2 separate regions of the Sus scrofa genome follow, and region 1 is linked to region 2. Evidence: chromatin contacts called from public HiChIP or PLAC-seq data. All regions are on one chromosome and are shown on one strand. Each heading gives the region's core, a stretch centred on a gene start, on an enhancer-like site or on the middle of the called end of the contact. The rest is flanking DNA. Distances are from core to core; before and after follow the strand shown.

Region 1 (6,143 bases), core at 1,264-3,763, 290 kb before region 2:
GAAATAAAATACTGTTCATCGATTTGTAACTTTGCCAATACAATATTTTTAGAACGAAACAGGTTTTTATTACTTTGTTAAATTTTTTCATCAGACCCTTCAAGCTGCAGATTTAGTTTGCTCAATTTATGGAAAAGTATGGCATAGACTCTGATTTGCAGAACTGGGCCTCCTTGTCAAATCTGCCAGCCAAAGAGATACGCTTCTGTCAGAAGGTGACTTGGTCTTACAATTCAAATGCTGACACCAGGAACATCGTAGAATCCACTTTGAATTAAATTAAGGAATGCATTTTGTCTTTTTTTTTTTTCTTAGTGCCGAACACGCGGCGCATGGAGGTTCCCAGGCTAGGGGTGGAATCGGAGCCACAGCCGACGGCCTACACCACAGCTCACGGAAACACCAGATCTTTAACCCATGAGTGAGGCCAGGGATCGAACCCGCATCCTCATGGACACTAGTCAGATTCATTTCCACTGCGCCTCGACGGGAACCAAGGAAAGCATTCTTTTTTTTTTTTTTTTTTTTTTTTTTTGGTCTTTTGTATTTTTGGCCGCTGCGCATATGGAGGTTCCAGCTAGGGTCGATCGGAGTGTAGCACCATCTGCCAGAGACAGCATGCGAGATCTGAGCCGGTCTGCAACCTACACCACAGCTCACAGCAACGCCGGATCGTTAACCCACTGAGCAAGGGCAGGGACCGAACCCGCAACCTCATGGTTCCTAGTCGGATTCGTTAACCACTGCGCCACGACAGGAACCAAGGAAAGCATTCTGTAAGGCAGATTACTGAAAGCCGTGAGAATTAAATTGAAAAAGGTCTAATACAATTACTGTATCTCTTTTATAACGTGTCAAGATCAAGAGAACAAACCAGTGTGTTCTGCAGCATTATCTCATTTATAGTAACTACTCGGCGTGAGAAGACTTAGGAAGGAAGGAGCTTGATGGGAAGCACAGTACCCTCTGGTAAGTGGCTGTGACTACGTCAGCTGACGTGAGGTTTGGCTTCTGAGGTTATTCCACTCTTTTCGTTAAACGCCACGACCGGATTTTCCTATAAACTAAAAAAAGAGGAAAGTACGTATACCGTTTAAACGCAATCACTGTGACAGCTCCTGTGTCACAGGCACTTTGCGCTGTTGAGGCAGGAACTGGTAAGCGTTTGAGAAGATGAAATAAGATGAAGTTGATCGCAATTAGAGCAGTTCTAGGGACGGTTGAAGGACACGGGTTTTGGCTGCCTCGCTGACTGACACTCATCTGCTCCGGAAGGGATGGTGCTGAAGTTTTATCCAGGGCATCTTGAGAACGGGGTCAGTTCCAGAAAACACTCCAGTTAGATTTCACAGAATCGTCATCGTCGCCGTCGCTCTTTCATCTGTGTGAAGGGGGTGCTGTCTCTGCCCAACACCATGCCAACCAGGGCAAGGTTAGCACAGAAGGAGAATGGCTGACATGGCTAACAATGTATTTTTGCCATTTGATACTTCTTACCAATGTCTTTCTTCGCTTCGCTCTCCTGAGATACCCGCTTGGCCGCTCTGTTCTTGGACGCCCATCCAGACACAAAGGGCCCCGTCCAGCTGCCCCGCCCCAGCCCCACTCCGCCACCTCCCTGAACCCGGAGCATCCTGACAGCCAACGCGCCCAGAGTCAATCGCAGGGTGCACGGTCCTGGCCTGGCCGTGCCTTTCTCCGAGGTGGACCGGGGACCCCAGAGTAGCCTTCCTTCTGCACAGAGAGACGCATGTAGAAGTGGAGCCTCTGGAAAGGTGCCCTTTGGAGCTCTCCACACTCCCCGGTGACCTGGGGCAGCCAGGGGCTCCCTCCTCACTGACACAGGCCAGCTGACCTCCTGGACACCCCCACCTGGGAGCAGTGCGCCCTGGATACAAGGCTCCCCACCCAGCCCCCATCCCTGGGGACCCGGGATGGAGCCCACACATGACGCGAGGAGCTGTGGGCAGAGGAGGAAGGGCAGGAGCGAGGGCCCTCCTTCCCTCCACAGGCCCAGGAGGCCCCCCACCCCCCAACACCTGCCCTCGGGGGTGTCACAGAGAGGCCCCTTGGAGAAGGGCAGGCAGCACCGGAGTCAGGAAGGCGGGGGGAGAAGTGGGGCTGCAGCCTCGGAAGGACGGCAGCTCAGGATTAACAAGAGGGGAAAGTTCTGGGAAGGTGTCCACGGCACGAGCAGAAAGGACCTGGCATCGCGTTTACAAATTACGATGCCGAGCACGAATTCTGAAGCTGAGCGATGCCCTGAAGGTAATGGAAGAACGGGGAGGCTGAAGAATCTTTGACCTTAAAGAGCAGCAACAACAACAGGATGTGGGGACGTTGGATTCCACTGAAATGTTCCATCAGGAGCGGAGAAGGAAGTTCAAAAGAAACAAGTTGAGCGTGGCACCGTGTAGATACAGTGGTGAGCGGCTGGTGTCCTTAAAGCTGGCACTGGGTTTCCCGTAGCTACGTGTCTGTGTCTTTGGGGGTAACCCCCGCCCCCCCATTTCCTGTGACTCACTCAGTAGCAGCAGATTTGTAATAATTTCCTGAGAAGTTACTCATTAGCAGATGCTCCAGGTCACTTTCCACCGGCAGGACAGCTGGCTAGCGCCTTAGAGCAGCCGGAGGCAGAGGTGGCCTGGCTGAGAGACACAGCAGGCAGCCAGGTTGGCAGAGGCCCTCATGCCCGAGGGGCAGCTTCCCAGCACCCAAGGGGGAGGGTGTGGCAGGAGTCAGGGCTGGAGGCGGGGCAGGGCCTGGGAAGGCGGGGCAGAGGGAGAGGCTGGGCTGTGGTCTCCCCACCAAGGGCGAGGCTGGTCCAAGGGCAACTCAAGGGGGCAGAGGGGCTGGGGGTGAGGGCGGCGGGGGGGGGGACAGGAAGGCTGGAGGGAGGATTAGAGTCTGAGGACCCCAGTCCTTGGAATTTGCAAAATTACCTTCAAGTAGAGTCGGCTTTGACCTCATGCTGTGGCTGGGGGCTGGGGGACACTGACGCCAGGTCACCGCTGTGACATCAGCACAGCCCCCGCCCCCACCCAGGCCCACACACCCGGGTTGATGCCCTGGAGCCGAGACCGAGGGCACATGCCGCGAGGGGGACCCGTGTCCTGAGGGCGGGGTGGGGGGGCATCTCTAGAAAGGACTTTTCTGTGCACAGCAGACCTGAGGGCCGCTGGCCTCGGGCAACGCGCGTGCCTCCCCTTATGGTTGAAGCCAGACGCCTGGACCCAGTCTCGGTCTCGCTGGGCTGAAGGCAGGGCCGGTGGGCCAGCCCCTTCCGCAAGCCTAGAGGGTCCTTCCCAACTTCTCCAGCTTCTCAGCGCCCTCCTCCTTCCTGGGCACCACATCCAGTCCCAGGCTTCACTGTCGCCTGCCTCCTCCCCTTCCCATGCAGCCTCCGGATGCCCCCAGGCCCATCAGGTGACAGACCCACCCCCAGCATCTCATCGCAGGGATGTCCACTTGCCACAGAAGGGACACTCACAGGTCCGAGGATTGGGATGGGGACACTGTGGGGACCCTTACTCAGCCTAGTCCAGGGGGGCTTGGGGTGGCGGGAGGCTATTTGGGGGAGGGCTGAGAAAGCGGGGTTTGCCCTGGATCAGACACAGTTGGGAACCGGGGGCAGTTCTGTGGCTGGAAAAGCAGTAGCTGTGCTCCCATTAGCCGGGGGTGGGGAGGGTTGGCTGTTTCTGTTGTTGGACAAGTCATACTTTTGTCTTGGTCCAGCGCAGCCACAGGCGGACCTGTGTGCGGCCCACGTCCTATGAAACTGTTGGGGTGGCAGGAGAACCCAGGTGTCACTGTGGGGGTCCCGCCAGCGCTTGCAGGTCGGGCTGCCCCGATCCAGGTTCCCACGTTGCGTCTACATGGAGGGAGGAGAAATATTTCAAACCAGACAATAGTTTGGATTTTGATGATCACATGGAAAGAACTGGGCTTATATCCTTCTGGTCTGGACTGACTGGAGGAGCTGCTGATGTACTCTTTAATGACCCGTGTGTTCACTCCTGGGCCCCAGGACTTAGGACAGGGCCAAGAAAAGGGAAGATTTGCAAGTGGTGGCAAAGGCTGTGCAGAGACGGGAATCCTCGTACGGAAAACAGTGCGGATGCTTTAGAAAACACTCTGTCAGTTTCTCAAATGGTTAAACATAGAATTATCAGATGACCCAGAAATTCCATTCCTAGGACTGTACTGGAGATAAATAAAAACCTAAGTCCACACGAAAACATGTACACAAAAGTCAGGGGAGCGTTACTCAGAGATATAACGGAAAAGTAGATACAACCCAAACGTCCATCTGCTGATGCGATGGGGCGATCCACGCGGTGGAATATTATTTAGGGATGAAAAGGCAAGAAGCACTGAGACAAACTGCAGCACGGCCGGCCTTGGACAACACAGCGCCGAGTGAGTCAGCCACACACCGAGGACCACACGTGGTATGACCCATCTGTACGAGATCCAGAAGAGGCGGAGCTGTGGAGCCAGAAAGCAGTCGTGAGGGCCAGGGGCTGGGATGGGTGGGACAGCAGGTTCCTTCTGGAAGCAACGACGTGCTCTGAAGCTGACCTTGGTGATGGCTGCCCAGACAAAAGCCACAGGTCCACACGATCGGGAATGTCCTGGGCCACGTGGTCGAGGTGGAGGGCACGAGCCCCAGTAGGGAGCAGGCAGGTCCGGCCACGCCAGGCCCCGGGTTGGAGAATGAACTCTAACGTTTCATTCTAAGTGCCAGGGAGCCACTGGAGGTTGAGTGGGTGTGTGTGCCTGTGCCACATGGTCTGATGGTAATTTAAAGATGCACACACCCTACGGGTCAGCAAGCTAGGAATGCTTTTACACTTTTAAAGTGTTGTCGAAAAAAAAAAAAAAAGTGACAGGGAGCACACACAACCTACAAAGCCTGAAAGTGTTACCATCGGCTTTTTACCGAAGAGGTTTGTGGACTCTGCTCGTCTTCAGATGAAACCGAGGGGGGAGCCCTCCGTGCGCTCTCTGCGGAGGGATGGCGTGAGGCTTTGCTCGGGATGAGGTGCTGTGATTTCCTGGCAGCGGACGTCCCCCTAGCTTCACCTTCGGGATATAACGTCTACCAGACTAGGCTACAGCTGGTACCGGCCCATTTTCCAGGATCAGAATGGCTCGAGTTCTCAGGGTCAGAACCACCTAAGGAAGATATTTGTGGAAACTGGGTTTTCGATTTGCCATTTTCTGCAAAATGCTCAACTCCTGGGAAGGATGGGCAGCTGCATCCCAGGTATTCTGGGTGGTGCTGGGGAGAATCTCAAATGTCAGCTCAGACACTTTTTATCCAAAGGGGAAACGCAACTGAGTGGTGGCGGGTCCCACCCGAGGCACGTGTCCCAGCCGTGAGGCGTGTTCCAGGCACACACCCGGCCCCGCCCTTCACTCCACCCCGGTTACAGGAAGCACAGGAGGAGGACCTCCCGCGTGTCACAAACAAGCTCAGCAGCCGCCAGCCACCAGCCGGGGTGTGTCCCCTCAAGGGCACCCACAGGAAGGGAAGGGCACCAGGGAGCTGACACCGACTGGCCAGATGGCACCAGAGGTGCCTGCTCCCGCTGGGTCCGCATTCGTAGGCTGGCGGGAAAGACACCTGCCGCGGGGAGGAGAAAACGGAGCGCAGACCGGATCCGGGCAGTGATGGCAGGGCGGAGAGCGGGAGGGCGCTGCTTGCACATGGCTACAAAGAGCCCTGGGGCATATCAGCTGATTTTTGTTTCTTTTTTGTCTTTTGAGGGCCGCACCAGCGGCCTATGGAGGTTCCAGGTGGGGGTCTAATGGGAGCTGTAGCCACTGGCCTACACCACAGCCATAGCCACATGGCATTTTGTGTTTTAAAAAAAGTACAGGACGTGGTTTTGACCCCTGGCCTCGCTCACTGGGTGAAGGATCCGTCGTTGCCGTGAGCTGTGGTGTAGGTCAAAGATGTGGCTCAGATCTGGCGTGGCTGTGGCTGTGGCTGTGGTGGAGGCCAGCAGTTGTAGCTCTAATTAGACCCCTAGCCTGGGAACTTCCACATGCCACGGGTGTCGCCCTAAAAAAAAAAAAAAAAAAAAAAAAAAAGTACATACACATACCCTATATCCATAGGTCCCTAGTATTTGTAA
Region 2 (6,185 bases), core at 3,682-6,181:
TCACCAAGAAGCTGGGGCGGCTACCAGCCATAAGGCTTGGTGCTAAGAGTGTGGGCTCTGGGTGTTGCCACAGCACCTGGGTTCTGATCCCAGCTCCGCCACTTGCTGTGTGACCTCGGGCAAGCTCCTGAACCTCTCTGTGTCTTGGCTTCTTCACGTGTGACGTGGGAGGATGACTGCTGAGAGGATGAGTGGGCCGCTCAGCAAAACACCAGGAGGTCCATTACCCCCAGAGCCCATGCCTGGCCTGGAGGCCTGTGGCCCCGAGGTACTTCCGGGGGCCCTGTTCGCAGAGTGGCAAGATAGAAAGGGCAGCTCAGGGACCACCTGGCTCCAAAGCTGCCCTTCAGCCCCCTCCCTGCCCCAGAGGGTAACCAGGGTGGTATCTGCCACCAGACTCTCCAGGTTGCAGCAGGGGCTGCCGCCCCCTGCTGGCCAGTGCCTGTTACTGTGGACAATAGAGGCCTCACCAATGCCAGCAAGTGCCCACCAGGAACCAGGCCCGGCACTGTCACGCCCATTCCACAGGCAAGAACCAGGGCTTAGAGCCTCCAGGTCCCTCAGCTGGAAAGTAGCAGACCTGAACTTGGGGTAAGGACTGTCCCCTGCCCATATGCACGGTTCCCTCTTCACTCTGAGTCCCCCTGTCCTCCCTTTCCTCCTGCAAAATTCTCCCCCTTGGAAAACACCTTTGAGTCACAACCTTCGGCTGGGCATGAACAAAGGCCAGTCCAGGGCTGCTAGGGGCTCCTGAAGAGTGGGGGGCTTGGCTGGAGGTGAGAGAGGGCCTCTCCTGCCTCTGAGGCCACATTCTGGTGAACAAGTTTGTGCATGGAGTTCCCATCACGGCTCAGGGGAAACGAATCTGACTAGTATCCACAAGGACGCAGGTTCAATCCCTGGCATCGTTCAGTGGGTTAAGGATCTGGCGTTGCCATGAGCTGTGGTGCACTTTGCAGATTCGGCTCAGATCCCACATTACTGTGGCTCTGGCGTAGGCCAGCAGCTATAGCTCCAATTCGACCCCTAGCCTGGGAACCTCTGTATGTCTTGGATGTGGCCCTAAAAAGACAAAAACAAAACAAAACAACAACAAAAAAGCCAGTTTCGTGCAAAAATCTCTAGGTGTGCTCGTTGAAAGAACACATGACTAGGTAAGTGTACTCAGTGACTGGCACAAAGCTGTCACCTTTCCAAATGGCAAATTCTTAGTCATCCTTCAAAACCCAATTCAGGCTCGCTTCTGGGAACGAAGCCTCTTCTAAACCCTTCAGAGAGGTCACCCAGCACATTTCACTCTGGGGCATTGGGTACCTGGTGCAGCGGGAGGTTGGGCATGAGGCAGACACCTGCAGAAGCAGCCTTGGAGGGAGCGGGGTGAGGACAGATGCTCAGGGAGGGCTTCTTGGAGGAAGAGGAGGCTTTTGAGACTAGCCTGGAAGGATGGAGTAGTGCTGGGAAGACGAGGCAGAGGGCGGTGATGCTGTGGAGGGGACAGGGCAGGGGACTAGTCACCTGGGGCTGCCCAGCACGGTACCACAAAGCAGGTGTTTTAGAACAGCAGGGCTCACTGAGCCAAAGTCAGAGAGTCGGCATGGCTGTGCTGTCTCCAAAGGTTCTGGGAGAGGACACGCTTCGCAGCTTCTGAAGTGGCCAGGGATCCTTGGCGATCCTCAGCTTGGAGACCTCCCGCCTTCTCTGCCTCCGTCTTCACCATCCTCCTTCCGGGAGTCTGAGCCAAACCCCCAAGAGGATAGCAGTCACTGGATTACGGTCCACCTCTTCCAGTCTGACCTCATCATAACTCGGTTACACCTGCAAAGACCCCATTTCTAAACGAGGTCACATTCACAGCACCAGGGGTTAGGACTTGAGCGTATCTTTTGGGGGCGGAGGGACGCAATTGAACCCACAGCAATAAGTACAGGTGTGGAGGTTGGGGAGACCAGTTCACGTGGGGGAGGTCAGTGTGGGGAGAGCCAAAGGACAGGGAGCGGGATGTCTGTGATGAAGGGGTCACTGCGGAAGGGTCTGATGCCCTGGGGTTGGGGGCTGGGAGAAGGGGGTTGGCTTTGCGGCTGGAGAGGTCAGACAGGGTCGTACCCGCCCCCAGGCTTGAGCCCCACGCGGGGGGTGGGCTCTGCGCTCTGTGCTCATTAGCATCATCTTGTTTACCCCTCATGACAGCCCCCTGGGCAGCTGGCTTTTCAGCTCCAGGCTACAGACCAGGAAAAGCTCAGGGGCACAGCGGGGGAGGGATGAGCTGAGGTTTGAACCGGTGGAACAGCCAGGCCAGTGTGCCATGTCATGCAACAGCCTGTAAAAGCTGACGTGTGCTCCTTTGAGCTGAGGAATTTTGCCAACTTTGCCCCAAGGACTTTGGCCAACCTTTGGCCTGTCTTGGTTCGCCGCCAAAGGCGTGGCCTCTTTTCATTCATGCCTAATGACTGGGTTTATGCTCCCTCGGGGGTGTCTCATGCAGGCGGATTATCTCTAAACTTGCTTGGGGGCTTGGGTTTGTGTAACTGGCTGAATTTTGAAGGGTCTTCAGCAACGTGAATGTACTTTAAAAAATAGCAATGTGAATATACTTAAGGCCACTGAACTGGGCACTTGCAATATTTAACATAGTAAACTCCTTGTTATGTATATTTTGCCACCATAATGATGAAGAAAGATTCTTGGGTTTTGAAAGCTCATCTTATGCTGATTTTCCTGAGGCCAGCAACTGCGAAAGCAGGAGTCCCCTCCAGCAGGGTCCCTCCACATTTTCTCCCATAGTCTTTATCACCTGCCTCTGAATAATCCAACCCTGGTGGCTGTGAGTGGTGTGTGGACTGAACTGCATCTCCTCCAGATTCACTTGTTGACACCCCTAACCCCCACTGTGACAGCATCTGGAGACGGGACCTTAGGGAGATCAGAGCTCAGTGCCTAATCCAAGCTCATGAACGTTTACCCCTACATTTCCTTCTAAGAATTTTATCGTTGCAGCTCTTCCACTGAGATCATTGCTCCATTTGAGCTAATTGTGTATGTGGTGTGAGGTAGGGGTCAGCTTCATTCATTTGCATCCAGTTGTCCCAGCACCTCTGTTGAAAATGTTCTTCCCTTCCCCATTGAAGTGTTTTGGAACTCTTATCAAAAGTGAATTGTCCAGGGAGTTCCCTTGTGGTGCAGCAGGTTAAGGATCCAGCATTGTCATTGCAGTGGCTTGGGCTGCTGCTGTGGTTCTCCCTGGCCTGGGAATGTCGACATGCCGTGGGCACAGCTGAAAAAAAAAAAAAAAACTGTCCATACATGTGAGGGCTTATTTCCGGATCCTCAGTTCTATTTCGTTGACCCATTCTTCTGCCCTTATGCCAGTACCTTACACAGCCTCAATTACCGTAACTTTACGGTAAGTTTTGAAATGAAGACCGTGGGTTTTCCAACTTTGCTCTTTTTTTAAAAGATTATTTTAGTCATTCTATAGTCTCTTCAATGCCCAGGTGAACTTTTGGATCAGTCCGTCAATTTCTGCAAAGAAGCTATGTGTGGGGTGATGTGAATTCCTAGCCACTTCAGACTTCTGTGTGTGTGGGCAAAGCAGGCTCTGGGGGCCCGAGGTCTATCTTGGCTGGGATTCTGAGAGGGATCACGCAGAGATCTGTTCACCCAACCTGAGAATGGTGAGTCTTCCAGTCCATGAACGTGGCAAGATTGGTTTTTAATGTAATGTCATTTTTTGAGCAGGTATAAGCGGTATTTGGTGGAAATTTTAAAAAGAAAGCACAAGAATTCCTGTCGTGGCGCAGTGGTTAACGAATCCGACTAGGAACCACGAGGTTGCGGGTTCGATCCCTGATTTACTCAGTTGTTTAGGGATCCAGCGTTGCTGAGAGCTGCAGTGTAGGTCGCAGACACAGCTTGGATCCCACGTTGCTATAGAAGGCAGGCAGCTACAGCTCCCATTAGACCCCTAGCCTGGGAACCTCCATGTGCCGTGGGTGTGGCCCCAAAAAGACAAATAATAATGAAAAGAAAGTACGGAAGTGTGACAAGGAAAAGGTGGTCACTCATCCTGTCACCCTGCTTCCTGGGGACTCCCCCAGAGGCTGCCTCCGATCCAGATTCACCTGCTCTCCTGCAGGGAGCAAATGCAGTATCTAGGCTCCCAGCCTTCCTGGCTGGGCTGTAGGCTCGGCCTGCCCTTCCCCGCTTGCCTTTGTTCCCTGACGCTTTCCGCAGCCGGTGCTGGGGCTCTGCCGGTCCGCTCAGCCCTGGAGGGTGGGCGCACCACCCCTCCTCCGACTTTGCTGCTTTCCCTCCCAGGGCTGGCGCCTAAGGCTCCCATTTGGAGAACAGACCCTGGCTCAGCGACTGATTGGCAGGGAGAACTAAGGCCCCTCCCCCTTGCCTTGGGCTGGGGGGCAGGTCCTAACTTAGCCCCAAGGATGATGAGGCTTCGCTCACCCTCCAGAGTCCCCTGCAGGATCTGGCTCAGCCTTCCTGTGACGTCACCTGAGGACATTCCGCCTGGCACCCCACCCCACACTGCCCTCTGGCCCCCGGTCCCCACCCCCAGGAATCTTTGTCCAGGGAGTGCCGCTCGGGACGGGAGCCAAGACCGCTGAGCACCGCTGGCCCCCCTTCCGTCCCTCTGACCGCAGGGCTTTCTCTCATGTCCATCCTGCTCACCTGACGCTGCTTATTTATCAGCGATAACCTCGTACCCACGTCTTCTCCGTCATCTTGCCCTGTAGGTGTGGACGTGCTTGCACGAAATCCCTAGGAGTGGGATGGCAGGGTCAAAGGGCGAGTGCCTTTGGAACCCTGAACGCTGGAGCTGTCTTCCGCCCCACCGAGGCTCAGAGGCTTGGAGACAAACGCGAGCGACCGCGGGACCCGGTCCGGGCCCTTCTCCCCGCTCCCAGCAGGGGGCGCACACTCCGCCCCGTAGGAAGGGCCGGCCGGGGAGGCGGGGCGAAGCCGGGCGGGCAGAGCTGGGGGGAGGCGCTCGCCTTTCCCGCGCTGCCCCTCCGGCGGCTCCTTCCCCGGCCTGAGTCCCCAGCTGGTCTCTTCCTGGGGGAGAAGAACGCGCTGCGGAGTGAAGGAATCCACCGACGAGGAACCAGGGAACGGCTGCAGACGCCGCCGACAGTCCGCTGGGAGGGAAAGGGTCAAGGTCAAGATCGTCCGCCCCGCCCTCTAGGGGGCAGAACTCCGGGTCTGCGGGCTCAGGGCCTCGTCCCATCATTCCATCATTCCTCCGGTGTTCTTGTTTTTGTTTGTTTGTTTGTTTTGTTCGGTGTTTTTGTGTGTTTGCCTCGGCTGCGACCTACGTCGCAGCTCAGTGCCGATCTCCCACCCACTGGGCGAAGCCAGGGATCAAACCCACGTCCTCATGGGTACTACTGGGATTCGTTTTTGCTGCCCCACAATGGGAAGTCCCTGTCACCATGTGTTTAATTGGCTATTTAGTGTCATTCTAAGTAAGGAAAAGTGAAAAAATTTACATCTTTTTTTTTTTTTTTTCTTTTTAGGTCCTCACCCCAGGCATATGGAGGTTCCCAGGCTAGGGGTCCAATGGGAGCTTCAGCTGCCGGCCTCCACCACAGCCAAAGCAACGTGGGATCTGAGCCACATCTGCGACCTACGCCACAGCTCACAGCACTGCCGGATCCTTAACCCATTGAGCGAGGCCAGGGATTGAACCTGAAACCTCATGGTTCCTAGTTGGATTCATTTCCTCAGCACCATGACGGGAACTCCTGTGTTTTGAAGAAATACCAATTAAATTTATAATACCAATGAAACAAAATAAACACAATTTTGAATTTTTTGATGTTCATTTTTGTGTTGTAGGGACCACTTTTAAATGCAAAGTACTTAGCTTGTACGTGGACTCACTACCATTGCACAATTTGTATTTTGCCGTTTGTACGTGCAAGTGTATTTTGTCCTTGCCAGAAGAGTGGTAAGTATACAAAGCTCACTCTGCCGTTTTGGTGTCACTCTTGGCAGGTGCACCGTCTACCGGTCTTCTGTGGAAACTGGCCACACCCACAGTACACGACCTTGTACTCACAGGTGGAGGGATGGAAGGTGGACAGATGGGTGGATGGGTAGATGACGGGTGAGTGGGTGCAGGGGTAGATGGTGGGTCCGCCAGAATTCGGTGCTCCAGTGGCATCTCAAACACA

The links. HiChIP or PLAC-seq counts read pairs in DNA pulled down with a chosen protein or histone mark.
Region 1: a contact with region 2 is called in an H3K27ac HiChIP or PLAC-seq map of alveolar macrophages. The contact joins two enhancer-like sites. A contact is called at or near these places in 3 of 47 Hi-C or Micro-C datasets (embryonic fibroblasts, heart right ventricle and mesenteric adipose tissue) and 1 of 2 datasets of contacts at active chromatin or transcription factors (alveolar macrophages).

Annotation. Positions count from the first base shown.
Region 1 is chr4:2,901,606-2,907,748 of Sscrofa11.1, reverse strand. No RefSeq gene overlaps it. Among named protein-coding and RNA genes, the nearest start is that of MIR151, 56 kb to the right of the region's middle. Within about 2 kb of position 2,513, at least 27 of the 83 cell types and tissues checked have an H3K27ac peak or open chromatin away from gene starts, as enhancers often do. A contact at or near this core is called in alveolar macrophages and embryonic fibroblasts, where this site is marked.
Region 2 is chr4:2,612,302-2,618,486 of Sscrofa11.1, reverse strand. No RefSeq gene overlaps it. Among named protein-coding and RNA genes, the nearest start is that of DENND3, 37 kb to the right of the region's middle. Within about 2 kb of position 4,931, at least 52 of the 83 cell types and tissues checked have an H3K27ac peak or open chromatin away from gene starts, as enhancers often do. A contact at or near this core is called in alveolar macrophages and embryonic fibroblasts, where this site is marked.